Linked DNA regions of Mus musculus: regions 1 and 3 are each linked to region 2. The links are chromatin contacts, called in public Hi-C maps. All regions are on one chromosome and are shown on one strand. The core of a region is the stretch at or near the end of the contact, and the rest is flanking DNA. Distances in the headings are between cores, read along the strand shown. Region 1 has its middle 66 kb from the start of 4930449C09Rik. Region 2 has its middle 44 kb from the start of Gm41335. Region 3 has its middle 17 kb from the start of Gm30159.

Region 1 (4,153 bases), core at 770-3,269, 250 kb after region 2:
TCCGTGCATTCATTCACAGAGAAGGACAGAGCTTGGCATCTGTGAGGCTAAGTGTTTAGAAGATCTAAATGCAACTTACCTACCTGCCATGCCCAGAGGGAGCTCACAAAATCAAATCCTGATCATGTTGAGGGAAGCATGTGTGGTGAGGAGGTGCGTTTTCTGAGCCTCGGTTTCCTTGTTTGCAACAAAAGGACATAGTACTTACGTGTTGTCTGGTACACTGCACAAATGTGAAAAATGCTACTAGTCCATAAGGCTAAAGAGCATAATTTTAAGGCCTGGCTACCAGCTCCTATCATGTGTGCTCAAGGATGTGAACTCTTATAAAGAGGATTTTTTTTCTGGGAGAAATATGAAAGAAGGAATTGGTTTTCCTTGCCATGTACAACTGAGAACAAAAGTGGGAGGAAGGGAAGAAACAGGCGCACTTGCTGGGCTGTTCACCATCATCAATGCATATAAGAAACATCAAGGTGAGAACAAACAAGGTACTGCTGTGTGACGGGAGGCAGAAGTCAGCCACGGGAAGAGTCTGCCAATAGGGCTACGCATTAGCTACAAAGGGAAATTCAGAGCCTTGGCAGCAGAGAAGCCTGGCAGAAAGGACCTTAGGCAAATAGCTCACATCACCAGTAATGAGGGAAGCTGGCATTATGTGTATCCACCATAGTGCTTGAAAAGACACAGTAGCCCTTCCACGATGCTGGGGCTAGAAATGCGGGAGTTGAATCTGATCACAAGGCATCGTGGGGAAAACTGGCTTGAGGAAGAGTCTACAACATACCTCAATCTGTGTCCTTCCAAGGTAGTATTGTCGCAAAAGACAGGAAGCTTTTCTGAGCTTAAGGAGGCTAACGAAACTCAAGTTTAATGTGGGACTCAGCTCCTCATTTTGGCATGATTTGTGATTGGGACATTAGTAAAACTCACATGAAATTCACAGATTAAAGGAACAACTTACCTCGCTTTAATGGCTTAATTGGTTGCAATCCAAGAATTGAATGAATATATATATATATATATATATATATATATGTGTGTGTGTGTGTGTGTGTGTGTGTATATACATATATATACATGTGTATATATATATATATATATATATATATATATGTATGTATATACACACACACTTTTGGCACTATGTCTAAAATATATTTTATATATGATATATACATATATGCCATATATAGACACATATGTATATGATACACATTTTTAAAAAACTTGGTCAGTTGCATTGGGAAAATTACTTATACTGTCCTCTTGGTTTTATATTGTCAGTATCAACAAAAGGGGTATGGTGTAGAAACCCCTAACCCCCACTCTGACACACACACACACATCAAAGACCAGCACAAAGCATACCAGAGTGTGAGGCCTGAGCTGAGTTTCTGTAAACCCATATATGCCATATGTGTCTCACACCTTTCTCATTTATCTTCAAGGCTTCCAGTGTCCATGATAAGATGGCAATGATGCAACATGGACTCATTTACTCATTGATGCCGTCCCATAACGACCCATCCACACTAGCTAGGGCTTTTAAGATGTACCCCCTAGGACCCACATTCCACATCTCATCTTCATTCCTGACAGTACAGCAGAATATCCCCGCTACTGCTACACACCATGCTACCACAGGTCGATCATGAACAAGCCAGAAGACAGTTTGGCCCCTCGAACTATCAAACTCTTTGTTGACCTGGACTCTTCTTGTGAAATTTAGGTCACAGGGTCAGCACCTATCTGTCCTACATGCCAGACCAGGGACCCAGATTGTCTGTGGCACCTACACAAAGCACAGATAAAAACAAAATCAATCTAGATCAGACTGCTGCCATTTTGGAAATTCATGGGCTGGACCATCCCAGTGAACGGACACAATGTTGTCCTCCACACCCAAATGGACCCAAGAACTAAATTAGAAAATGGAGACAAAAAGTTGTTTCCTCCTCTTAGCCGATTAGGACAATCTAAGGAAAGTGCAAGAGCGCCCCCTGCTGCCAGTATTTGGAATTGTTTGATTCACCCTGAACATAGTTCAGCTTCAAGATGTGCAGCCTGGAGGCTTGAAATCAAGCCTCCTGCTCCCAGTGCGCACATTTTTCAAACACTACGCACACAGCTGCCCTTAAGCCAGTACTTAAGACTTCACCTGCATTATCTCGCTTCATCCCTTGAACAGTCTCAGGGCCTGGCAGAACAGCTACCATTGTGGCCTCTAACAGACAATTTAAAACCAGCCATGTAAGATGGTGTATAAAGTTGCTTACTCAAGGTCAGAGAGACTCTTTTTTTTTTTAAAGTAGCTCCATCTTTAAAATATGACATTCCTCCAAAGGATCTCTTCTAAATCCCCTTGCATACATAACAACCTAAGCTATATGCTGTATCTCCTAGGTGCACAGGACTGGGGAGTGAGAATGGGGTTCAAAAGCAATCCAATGATGTGTGCCTTTGTAAATCTATACATTCGTTAATGCTGTTATTTTCTCCCATGAATTAACAATTTTTACTCTTCTCTTGCTAACATGTACCAGGATAGAAATGAGTATGGTATATGTGTGTCTTTGTAAATCTATACATTCATTAATGCTGTTATTTTCTCCATGAATTAACAATTTTTACTCTTCTCTTGCTAACATGTACCAGGATAGAAATGAGTATGGTATATGTGTGTCTTTGTAAATCTATACATTCATTAATGTTGTTATTTTCTCCATGAATTAACAATTTTTACTCTTCTCTTGCTAACATGTACCAGGATAGAAATGAGTATGGTATATGTGTGTCTTTGTAAATCTATACATTCATTAATGCTGTTATTTTCTCCCATGAATTAACAATTTTTACTCTTCTCTTGCTAACATGTGCCAGGATAGAAATGAGTATGGTATCCGAATAAAAACTTCTGGATTACAAAGCGCATAGATCCTACTCCAAGGGGTTAAGGTTCTCAAGTGGGAAACAGAGAAATCCAGTGTGATAAAAGAGCTTCTCTTCAGGGACCAGTGGCTATGAAGAGTAAGATAAAAAGTCCTATAAGCGTTTGTACCAACTGAACGATCGTTTCCTCAGAGAAACTATAAAGCTATCCTCAGCCTTCCTCGTAATGTTGACATACAAGAGTGTGTTTCTCTGTTGAATATACAATGAAATACTGTTTGTTCAAATTTGTGTTCTTTCCGCTGGACCCTCAAATGGCAATTGAGAAATGGAGACAGATTTTGTTTTCCCAAGGTGGCCTGGTACAACTCCCAAAATGGAACTTTGTGTCGTTAGAACAGTTGAGAGGATCGTAGAAAGATGGACCCAAATATCAGCCAGAGAATTAGACCAGAAAATGGAACCAAAGTACCTGTCAGTCCAAGGATGTAGTGGCACTACGTGTACACCAACTGGGAATGTTGTGGTCCCAGGGGAATTAATATGAGAACCTATGATTACACACACGTGGCTCTTCTCAAGGGGGGTCTGGGATTGGTGGGAAACAATGGGTTTTCATGTCTAATAGTCTGAGTCCACAGTGGGAGACAGCTATTTCCCTAATCTTCCTGAGGTCATCTTTCTGCCTAAGGGTCATCTTTCCAGGTCAGATGATAGCTAAACTTGCCATCCCTTCAACATCAAGAACATAGAGTTTCAAAGGGTGAATTGCTGGGAGAAAAGGAAAAGTCAGGAAGACCAAAGGGAGACATTCAAGAGCTGGCATGCCACAGTCCCACACTTTTCTCAAATCCAGACTGTTCAATATCAAATTGTTGGCAGGCGGTTTGCATGGACTCTGCTCTGTGATAGCTGGGTACTACGTGAAAGAAAATGTCACTCTGTTGTGATGGGTTTAGACATCATGAAAGTTCAGAATACATAGACTCCAGGGAGTCTAAAGCTATCAGATACTGGTACTAGAACAAGGGAACGTACTGATGCGTATCTTAGGAGAAGACATGCATTGATCAGTTCAGTTTTAAAAGTGAATTTGAAAGAAATAGAAAAGGCACCATTCTTGCAATTTGAACATCAAGATTCAACCTCAAGTCTACTGTTCACTTATGTTGTGATCTTGAGCAAGATAGCAAATGTCTCAGACCCAAAACTGTCATCAGTAAAGTGTGCACAATGTTAGATGCAACTAGTTCCGGTTTGT
Region 2 (4,240 bases), core at 433-2,932:
CAAAAGTCAGTTTATAGGAACAGACAGCAGGCAGTGTTTGACCTATGGTCTTCAGTTTGCTAATTCCCGAGGCAAAGTTTCCAGGATGAAGACGATTACCATGTCCAGAAAATATTCAGGAAAACATTTAAGGGTTGGATAGTTGGCTCAATAGTTAAGAGTATTTGCTACTTCTATAGAGCCCCTGGAGATGGCTCACATCACCCACATGGTGGTGACTGTAACTCCAGTTTCAGGAGATCCAACATCCTCTTCTGACCTCTACAGGCACCAGACATCCATATGGCACACATACATGAGGAAAAAACACTCACACATGTAATAAAATAAATTCTAAAAAATAAAATAAAATTAGTCAATTACTTCATTCAATCATTTTCACACCTGCAAGAAAGGCTGAGAAAGACCCTGTTAAAGATGCTTGAGGCTCCGTGGTGGGAAAGAGACACTGTCTTTTTTTCTGGTGGAAGTTACAATATAGTGAATCGAAATAATTGAGAACATTCTTAAGAATGAGTGTTGCAAACCAGAATTCCTGACACACACAGACACATCATCATTGGTGTAATGACTCGATTTGATATTTAAAACGATTGCACTTAAAAGTATTTTTAAGAAACAAAATGTCTAGTACATATTTAATGATCAAATAGAGAACTTAAAGGAACCACAACTTCCAGGCAATAAATCTAGTAAAAAGCCTAAGAGACATGCCAAGGACTATGCCAGGAATTATCTGTCTGATGCTTGTGATACCTAAAAGTGACTATTACTCCCATGTGGAAATCTGACTTTCCTTCCCTTCATATTCCTGCTGAGGCAAAAACTCAGGCAAAATCAGCAAGCAGTGGAGGTTGAAGTTTTATGGTGGGAGACTAAGCAAAGAGTCTACCATGAACCCTTGAGAGTCCCACAGAAAACTAGGGGTGGGCCTGGGAACTGGAATCAGGAATCCCAACTGCTACTTCCTGCTTCCAATCACCCTCCCAGGAGAGCTGCCCCCGCTGTGTCTGAGTGGAAGAAAGGCTGAGAGCATCCCTGAAAAACCAAGTTCTTTTCATAAATTCAGTCTTCTGGGGTGAAACAGCAGAAAACAAACAAAGGAACTGTGGGCTTTAGAAAGTAACATTTCCCTTTCATCAGCTGGAGGGCAGTGGCCAGAGAAAGAGACAGTAAAAGCAGCCACACTGCTTGCTGGCCACAGAAGACGAAGTCCCAATGTGCCTTGAACACTCACCCACCAGCTTAGGAGTTCTGTCATGCTCAGAATAACGTGGTTGTACAACAAGGGCTTCTGTTTCTCCCTAATGAGTTGATTATATCCTGTCAGAAGAGTCATAAGGCCATCAAATGTCAAGTCCATTTTCTCAAACATATTATTTTCATAGCAGCTGGGCCTGACTCACTCTCAAAACAGGGCATCCCATTGTTCCCTTCAACAGATAATGCTGGAGTGAAACTCAATTAAAAGAGAAAGGGAAGGGGCTTAGAGGACACATGATCCCGATTCATGCAAGTTTACAATTTGCTGTTTAGAAGCCAATTCTATTAGGATGGTTTGGTCACTTAGTTCACAATTAGTTCCTAATGCCGGAGGAAATAGACATGGAATGTGTTGTTCACCCCCAGGACTGTTTCTCATAAGGGAGGGAGGGCATGGTGTTAGTCACTGCCTGATGCTAGAAAGAGAAGGCCGGAAGTGAGAGATGTGAGTACTAACTCTAAGCATCCCAAGACAACCCTCTGACTATACCTGGTTTATCACATTCCCCAAAGACACAGATATAATATTAACACTAAACTTTACGAATCAGACAAGCAGAGTATTGGATACTCATATCCCAAATGGTTATGAGCATAGTGATGTATTAGACATACTAATAATTAGATCACAGTTGTTAAAAGAATAAGCAGCCTAAGATACCTATGACATGCTACAGAAAAAGTTCAATGAATGATAATTATTATTTTAATCATGATAACAAAACTGGAAATCAATGAAGAAAATGGCAGCCATGAATCAAGGACTGTGACCAAGACTCTGAAGCAGTGATTCTCAACCTTTCTAATGCTGCAACCTTTTAATGCAGCTCCTTACAGTGTTCTCATGATCCCCAACTATAAAATTATTTTATTGCTACTTCATAACTATAAGTTTGCTATGAATCATAATGAAAATATGTAACATTCAAGATATCTGCCCTGTGAGGGTCACGACCACAGGTTGAGAACCACCACTATAGGAGGCTGTGTGATCAAGAGTCATGAGTTCTGAAGCAAAAACCAAATAGTTGTCTCACATTTATATTAATTAATCTACTATATAGCAAGTTTGGCAACACAGACCGTCCAGTGATGATAAAAGAAAGTACATGTCCTACCTACCACCCAGCTCCTATCACCAAAATTGGTAACTTATCTGATCATTTGTTTTGACTTGTTTTCATTTTTCTGTAAGGTGCCAATACAGCAGGCAGATTTTAAAATATCTCTATGACTCCTAGCCTCTGTGCAACGTTTCTTATCACTGATGCAGTCAAATACTAACACAAGTACCACTGATGAGCGATTTCCATGGATACTGGGAAGATGACCCCAATATAAACAATTGTACCTTGTGTAAGCACAGAGTTTCCTGGAGCTGACATCTGAAAAGAAAGTCAGAGAGTGAAAACATGTTCTGACATACTGATGCTTGTTCGGAACTGAAAATAGATACAGAACAAGGAACAAAGAAGTCCACAGAAGCTGAAGACCTGCAGGAAAACAAGAGCTAGTTAGCAGTCCTATAATGACTAGATCTTACAATGAAATGAAATGTTTCCAACAGAATGGGTTTGGGACAGGATCTTTTGAATGCATCTCAATGTCAAAACCGTGGTGCTCTGTGCAAACTGAGACATGTATGACACAGTACACTTCTGAGCTGAAACGTGAGAATTAATTATTAGGTATTGTTTTAAGCCGCAAATTTTGTCATATATCAATAGAAAGCTATGAATATCTTGAGAGCTGCAAATGACAGAAATTTCATTAAGTTCTCTTGCCTCTGAACAAGACTGAGCTATCTAGCTAAGCCTAAGGACTCACTTACATCCTATGTCAAATATTGGCATGTGTGCACATATGTGCATTTATGCGAATGCGTGTACACACACACACACACACACACACACACACACACATCAGGCTTCTGTTCAAAATAGTTGGATAATTAAGGCAAAAAGTTACATATTTTATTTGAAGTAACTATTTACTTCCCCAATTCACTTTTTCTCAGCCTGTCATTTCTTCAGTGAGTATTCATTGAACAACTATCACGTGCCAGGCTACAAAGATATGACTTAGTTTACCAATGTAATGTTCAATGTTCAATGAGGTAGTAGGCTAGGATGCAGCGACAAAGCAAGCCTAGACCCTTAGACATCAAGGAAGGTTTCTCAGAGTTTGTCCCTTGTAGACGGAAACCTTAAGATTCAACCAGTCACAATAGATTGAAAGAGAAGATTATTTCCAGACAGATATATAATATCTAAACTTATCCAAACTTCTCCTAGAGTTCAGAGACTCTAAGAGTGTGTTCGGCATCCATCTTGCCAAGGAGGAGCGGAGAAGAGACAATGAAGAGGTAAGAAAATGACCTCATTTCTAGAGTAAGATCTTATTAAGGAGTTGAGAATTTTTCCTAAGTTCAGGGAAAACCCTAGAAATCAATAATGACCCCACTGGCCAAACAAACCCTATTTCAACAAACTAATGTCTGAAAAACTTGAAGAATCATTTAAAGAGAAATCTTCAGTGCTGAAGATAACAGATCATTCTTATAAAAATGTCAGTCATGAAGACTGATGGAATGACAGTCATGAAATGATAGGGACAGAGATGTGAGGATTATCAGCTCTGAGTTTTAGGTGTAGAAAGTAAAGAATCCTCAAAGAGATATCACCACCAGGCTTCTGCTATGGAGATGAGATGGGAAGGAATATCAATCAACAATAAGGGGACTGTAGCAGACCATCTGATTAGGGATAGGATGAAGGTGGAAGGTTTGGTACCAGATGTTTGCTTTAGGAATGGTCCTGCAGAGTGAGCTTATACAGCCAAAAGTGACAGCCACTCCTTAGTTTATATTGGACAAACCACTTCACCTCCTATGGAAGCACAGTTGATCAAAGCCCTTGTCATTCTAATCATCATTCTAATTACTACTGCCTTCCTACTGAGCCCTTGCCTATCCCTG
Region 3 (4,266 bases), core at 1,700-4,199, 240 kb before region 2:
AGACAAAGTTTGGAGCTAAGAGGAAAGGATGTACCATCCAGATACTACCCCACCCGGGGATCTATCCCATAATCAGCCACCAAACCTAGGTGGCCATAAGTTAACCATATGTGTTCTTTTAAAAGGTAAATTTTGTCGACTTACTTAAGAAGATGAAGGGGGAAAATTCAGAGAGATACAAAGTGTGAGAAAGATGAAAGATGCTAAGGGGCACATGGGTAGTGATTGTGGGTAACATCTCAGAGCAAAGAATAGTTGCTGACCAATAGTCACAATATTAGGCTCTTCATGCTAATGTAAGAAAACACTTGAGAGCAGATAATGTATAAACAATACAGCTTAATGTTTCATAGTTCTGGAGGACATAAGCCCCAGGTCAAAATGTTGGCTGGCTTCATGAAATTTCTCTTGACAATTGTGAATTGCTCCCACAATCATCTGGTCTTACATGGCACAGTTGACATTCAAAGGAGAGTATCCAGGCAGTCATAGTGCAATCATATGAATCCTTAAGTGAAGTATACTAAAGGTTCATTCCTACTTACAAGATATCATGCTGGGAAATGCATCCCCCAAAGGTAGGGAAGAATGTGTTTCTGATAAGGCAAATGGGGTGGAAAGATGGAAAAAGCTGAGCTAGTTTCTTCTACCATATAAAAATGTTTATCCATTTCTGAGATTAGGGCCTTTGTCATTCCGTTATTTTTCAAAGCCATACTTCTTCATGCCCCCTTCCATTAAGTTTAAATATGAATTTTCAAATAAACACAAATATTTGAACAGCAGACATCAAGGAAACAGGCATCCATTTGCAACTACAAAGAGCTAAATTTTACCAAACATCATGAGTGGATTTAAAAATAAGTTTAAATCTGTTTTCTCAGAGCCTCCCCAAAAAAAAAAAAAAAAAAGAGAGTCCAACCAGTACTCACCTTGAATTCAGCCTCATGTTTTTCCAAGGATAGCCTAGCCAAGTCTACTTGAGACTTCTGACCTACAGAAAAGTAAGACAATAAGGGAGCACTAGAAAATGCCAAATAAGTGTTAATTTTTTCTGGGACAAACAGAAAATTAGTACAGTGTTAAATGAGGTCATGCACACCACTAACCTCAGTATTCAGGACATAGGCATGGGGGAATCATGATTTTGAGAGGAGCACAAGGAATGGAGGGAGTGGGTAGAAGCTAAGAAGGAAGAGGAGGGAGAAGAGAAGGAGGGAGGAAAGAAGAAGAGAGGAAAGAAGAGGAAGGGAATAGCAATGCTTATACCCAGGGTTCCATAAAAACTGGACATACACATGTATGTATTAGAACAGAAAGGTGCTTTACAGGAGTCTAAAGTGATAGCACAAATATTCATATTAAAGGACTTTGGAAATTAGCAACGTATAGAAGGTAGACCTTATGGAAATGATCGTTTTTTTTAAAAGGCTTATGTAGTTAGAGAACTTGTGAACTAAGCAAAGCTGGATTAACTGGAATAGGTATCATCTTTTACAGATGCTGGTTTCACTGAAACATTGGCCTCTGTGCCACTGTTATACAACATAGAAAGAAATAAAGGACACATGCTCCACTATGTTCATAGCAGCCTTATTTACAACAGCCAGAAGCTTGAAAGATCCCAGATGTCCTTCAACAGAGGAATGGATACAGAAAATGTGGTACATTTACACAATGGAGTACTACAGAGCTATTAAAAACAATGAATTTATGAAATTCTTAGGCACATGGATGGAATTAGAAGATATCATCCTGAGTGAGGTAACTAAGTTACAAAAGAACACACATGGTATGCACTCACTGAATAAATGGATATTACCCCAAAATCTCAGAATACCCAAGATATAATTCACAGACTACATGAAGCTCAAGAAGAAGGAAGACCAAAGTGTGGAAGCTTCAATCCTTCTTAGAAGGGGTAACAAAATACTCATAGGAGCAAATATGGAGACAAAGTTTGGAGCAGAGATTAAAGGAAAGCCATCCGGAGACTCCCCAACCTGGGCATCCATCCCATATACAAACACCAAACTGAAACACTGTTGCAGATGCCAAGAAGTGCTTGATGACAGGAGCCTGACATAGCTGTCTCCTGAGAAGCTCTACCAGAGCCGGACAAATACAGAAGCAGATGCGCACAGACAACCATTGGACTGAGCATGGGATTCCCAAGGAAGGAGTTAGAGAAAGAACTGAAGGAACTGAAGGAGTTTGCAACCCCATAGGAAGAGCAATAATATCAACCTACCAGACTCCCCCCACCCCCATCCCCAGAGCTCCCAGGGACTAAACCACCAACCAAAGAGTACACATGGAGGAACCCATGGCTCCAGCTGCATATGTAGCAGAGGATGGCCTTGTTAGACATCAAGGGGAGGAGAGACCCTTGGTCCTGTGAAAGTTTGATGCCCCAGTGTATGCCATGGCAGGGAGGCAGGAGTGGGTGGGTGGGGAAGCACCTTCATAGAAGCAGGGGGAGGGAGGATGGGATAAGGGGTTTCTGGAGGGGAAACTGGGAAAGTGAATAACCTTTGAAATGCAAATAAATAAAATATCCAATAAAAAAAAAGGAGAGAGGGAAAGAGGGAGAGGGGAAGAGGATAGGGAAGGAGGGGGAAAGGGAGGGATCAATTCTCTCTTTCAGATATGTCTGTATTTCTCAAAAAGTGCAAAACAAAGGTTCTTATTGCTATCCATCAGAGACCCATCATCCTTACTCTGAGGACAGAGCATCCTTGAGCTCCAGATAACTGGGGTTGCAGAGCAAAGACACTTTATGCTCAAGGCTTACAGATAAGGTTTTGAGCCTCAGCAATGACACTGCTGCTCTCTACATGTGACAGCTATACAAGTATTTTTAGCTTTGCTCCAGAAAGGATGAGCATCAGCTCTGGAGTCACATGTCTTTTGCTACCACAAGCCAGGCTGTCATCTTCAGCGAAATGCTTTGCCTAAAACCTTCTCTCTTCACATCTGTGCAACTAGGAGAGTATGAGCACCTCACTCACTGGCTCTTGGCGAGGGTTAAAGAAGAGAATGGTTTATGAAGCACATTTCTTCTTGCCTGGCACTTGCTAAGTGCTAACTAAATGGTTGCAATTATAATTATTCATGTATTCATTCAAAAACTATGTATTAATCATCTTCTCTGTGCCAGGCATTGCTAGGCAATGTGAGAATACAAAGATGAATAAATGAGGAGTCCCTCTCCTCAAAACTCTCCCTGCATTATGTCCATATGTAACCTTTGCATTTATTCATGTATGTAAATCCTCGTCTGTGTGTGTGTGTGTGTGTGCCTGTGTACTCTGTACATTGGGAGTGCCCATGGCATGAATTCTGCACTCTGTGCAAATTGCAGTGAACAAAGTCCCGCTTTGAAACACAAGAGAAGGGTGGGGGCTGCTGATGTAGCCATCCATCTTTCTCCTCTTCAGAGGTGGGTGGCTGTTTGCTCTGGGAACACTGACGATATGACCATTAAATCATTTCAGAATGGTGGAGCTGGGAGGTCCTAGCAAGGCCTTCCCTCACACCCACCCTGTTCTGGCACAAAGAAGGGTGTTATACCTCATACACAGAAACAGGCAGGCCACAGGAAAAGGGCTCTTTGTGCCAAGTAGTTTTGCCCAGTCCTCCTCCAAGTGGGGAATCAAGAAACGATCCATCAGCCTGGTTGTCTGGGAGTACCGAACTCCTCGAAACAGACCTATTAGCTGAAAGGATAAATATTTACTCTGAGTTCATCTGAATAACCCAGAAAGGGAACTCTGGTTTTTGTCAGTAATAAAAACACTCCCACCTAAGTCTGGAATTAGAGCTTTTTGTCTTTAAATCTTCCCTGCCTAGAATCACTCAGACTTCCTGTGAAAAACTAGATCAGGATTTCCTCATGTCCTCCAGAGCAGCTGGGGTTGGGGGTGGTGGTGGTTGGGGGGGGCACAAAGGCAGGCAGGGGTCATTCTACATGGGGGGTATTTTCTTTTACTGCACAAGTATGTGTGGCCTCTGTTTGCCTCTTAGTACACAGGTAACTGAAATCTTTGCCCTCGGGAGAGAAGGTGCAGACCGTTCTCTTAAAACACTCCAAATGGTGAAACAAGAGATTTTAGATAAACAGTTTTCAGAGGACCCCATTTCCTGAGCTATGCTTTGATCACATGATGACACCAGCAGCAAAAACACTGTTGTTATCCTTCCAAGGAAGATGTTCCAGAAAGAACTATTGTCTGGCTCAGAAAGGGGAGGATTTGATGCCATGGG

Evidence for each region. A called contact is a pair of places that touch in the nucleus more often than the background predicts.
Region 1: a contact with region 2 is called in a Hi-C map of the N1E-115 cell line, with 9 times the contacts expected there. The contact joins two enhancer-like sites. A contact is called at or near these places in 1 of 15 datasets of contacts at CTCF or cohesin (pro-B cells), 4 of 484 Hi-C or Micro-C datasets (the N1E-115 cell line, adipose-derived mesenchymal stem cells, muscle stem cells and 1 more) and 2 of 115 datasets of contacts at active chromatin or transcription factors (T-cell acute lymphoblastic leukemia and embryonic stem cells).
Region 3: a contact with region 2 is called in a Hi-C map of the N1E-115 cell line, with 2.2 times the contacts expected there. The contact joins two enhancer-like sites. A contact is called at or near these places in 2 of 484 Hi-C or Micro-C datasets (the N1E-115 cell line and muscle stem cells).

The regions. Positions count from the first base shown.
Region 1 is chr15:63,650,727-63,654,879 of GRCm38.p6, forward strand. No RefSeq gene overlaps it. Among named protein-coding and RNA genes, the nearest start is that of 4930449C09Rik, 66 kb to the right of the region's middle. Within about 2 kb of position 2,020, at least 38 of the 459 cell types and tissues checked have an H3K27ac peak or open chromatin away from gene starts, as enhancers often do. A contact at or near this core is called in the N1E-115 cell line, where this site is marked.
Region 2 is chr15:63,399,214-63,403,453 of GRCm38.p6, forward strand. No RefSeq gene overlaps it. Among named protein-coding and RNA genes, the nearest start is that of Gm41335, 44 kb to the left of the region's middle. Within about 2 kb of position 1,683, at least 29 of the 459 cell types and tissues checked have an H3K27ac peak or open chromatin away from gene starts, as enhancers often do. A contact at or near this core is called in the N1E-115 cell line, where this site is marked.
Region 3 is chr15:63,160,097-63,164,362 of GRCm38.p6, forward strand. No RefSeq gene overlaps it. Among named protein-coding and RNA genes, the nearest start is that of Gm30159, 17 kb to the left of the region's middle. Within about 2 kb of position 2,950, at least 37 of the 459 cell types and tissues checked have an H3K27ac peak or open chromatin away from gene starts, as enhancers often do. A contact at or near this core is called in the N1E-115 cell line, where this site is marked.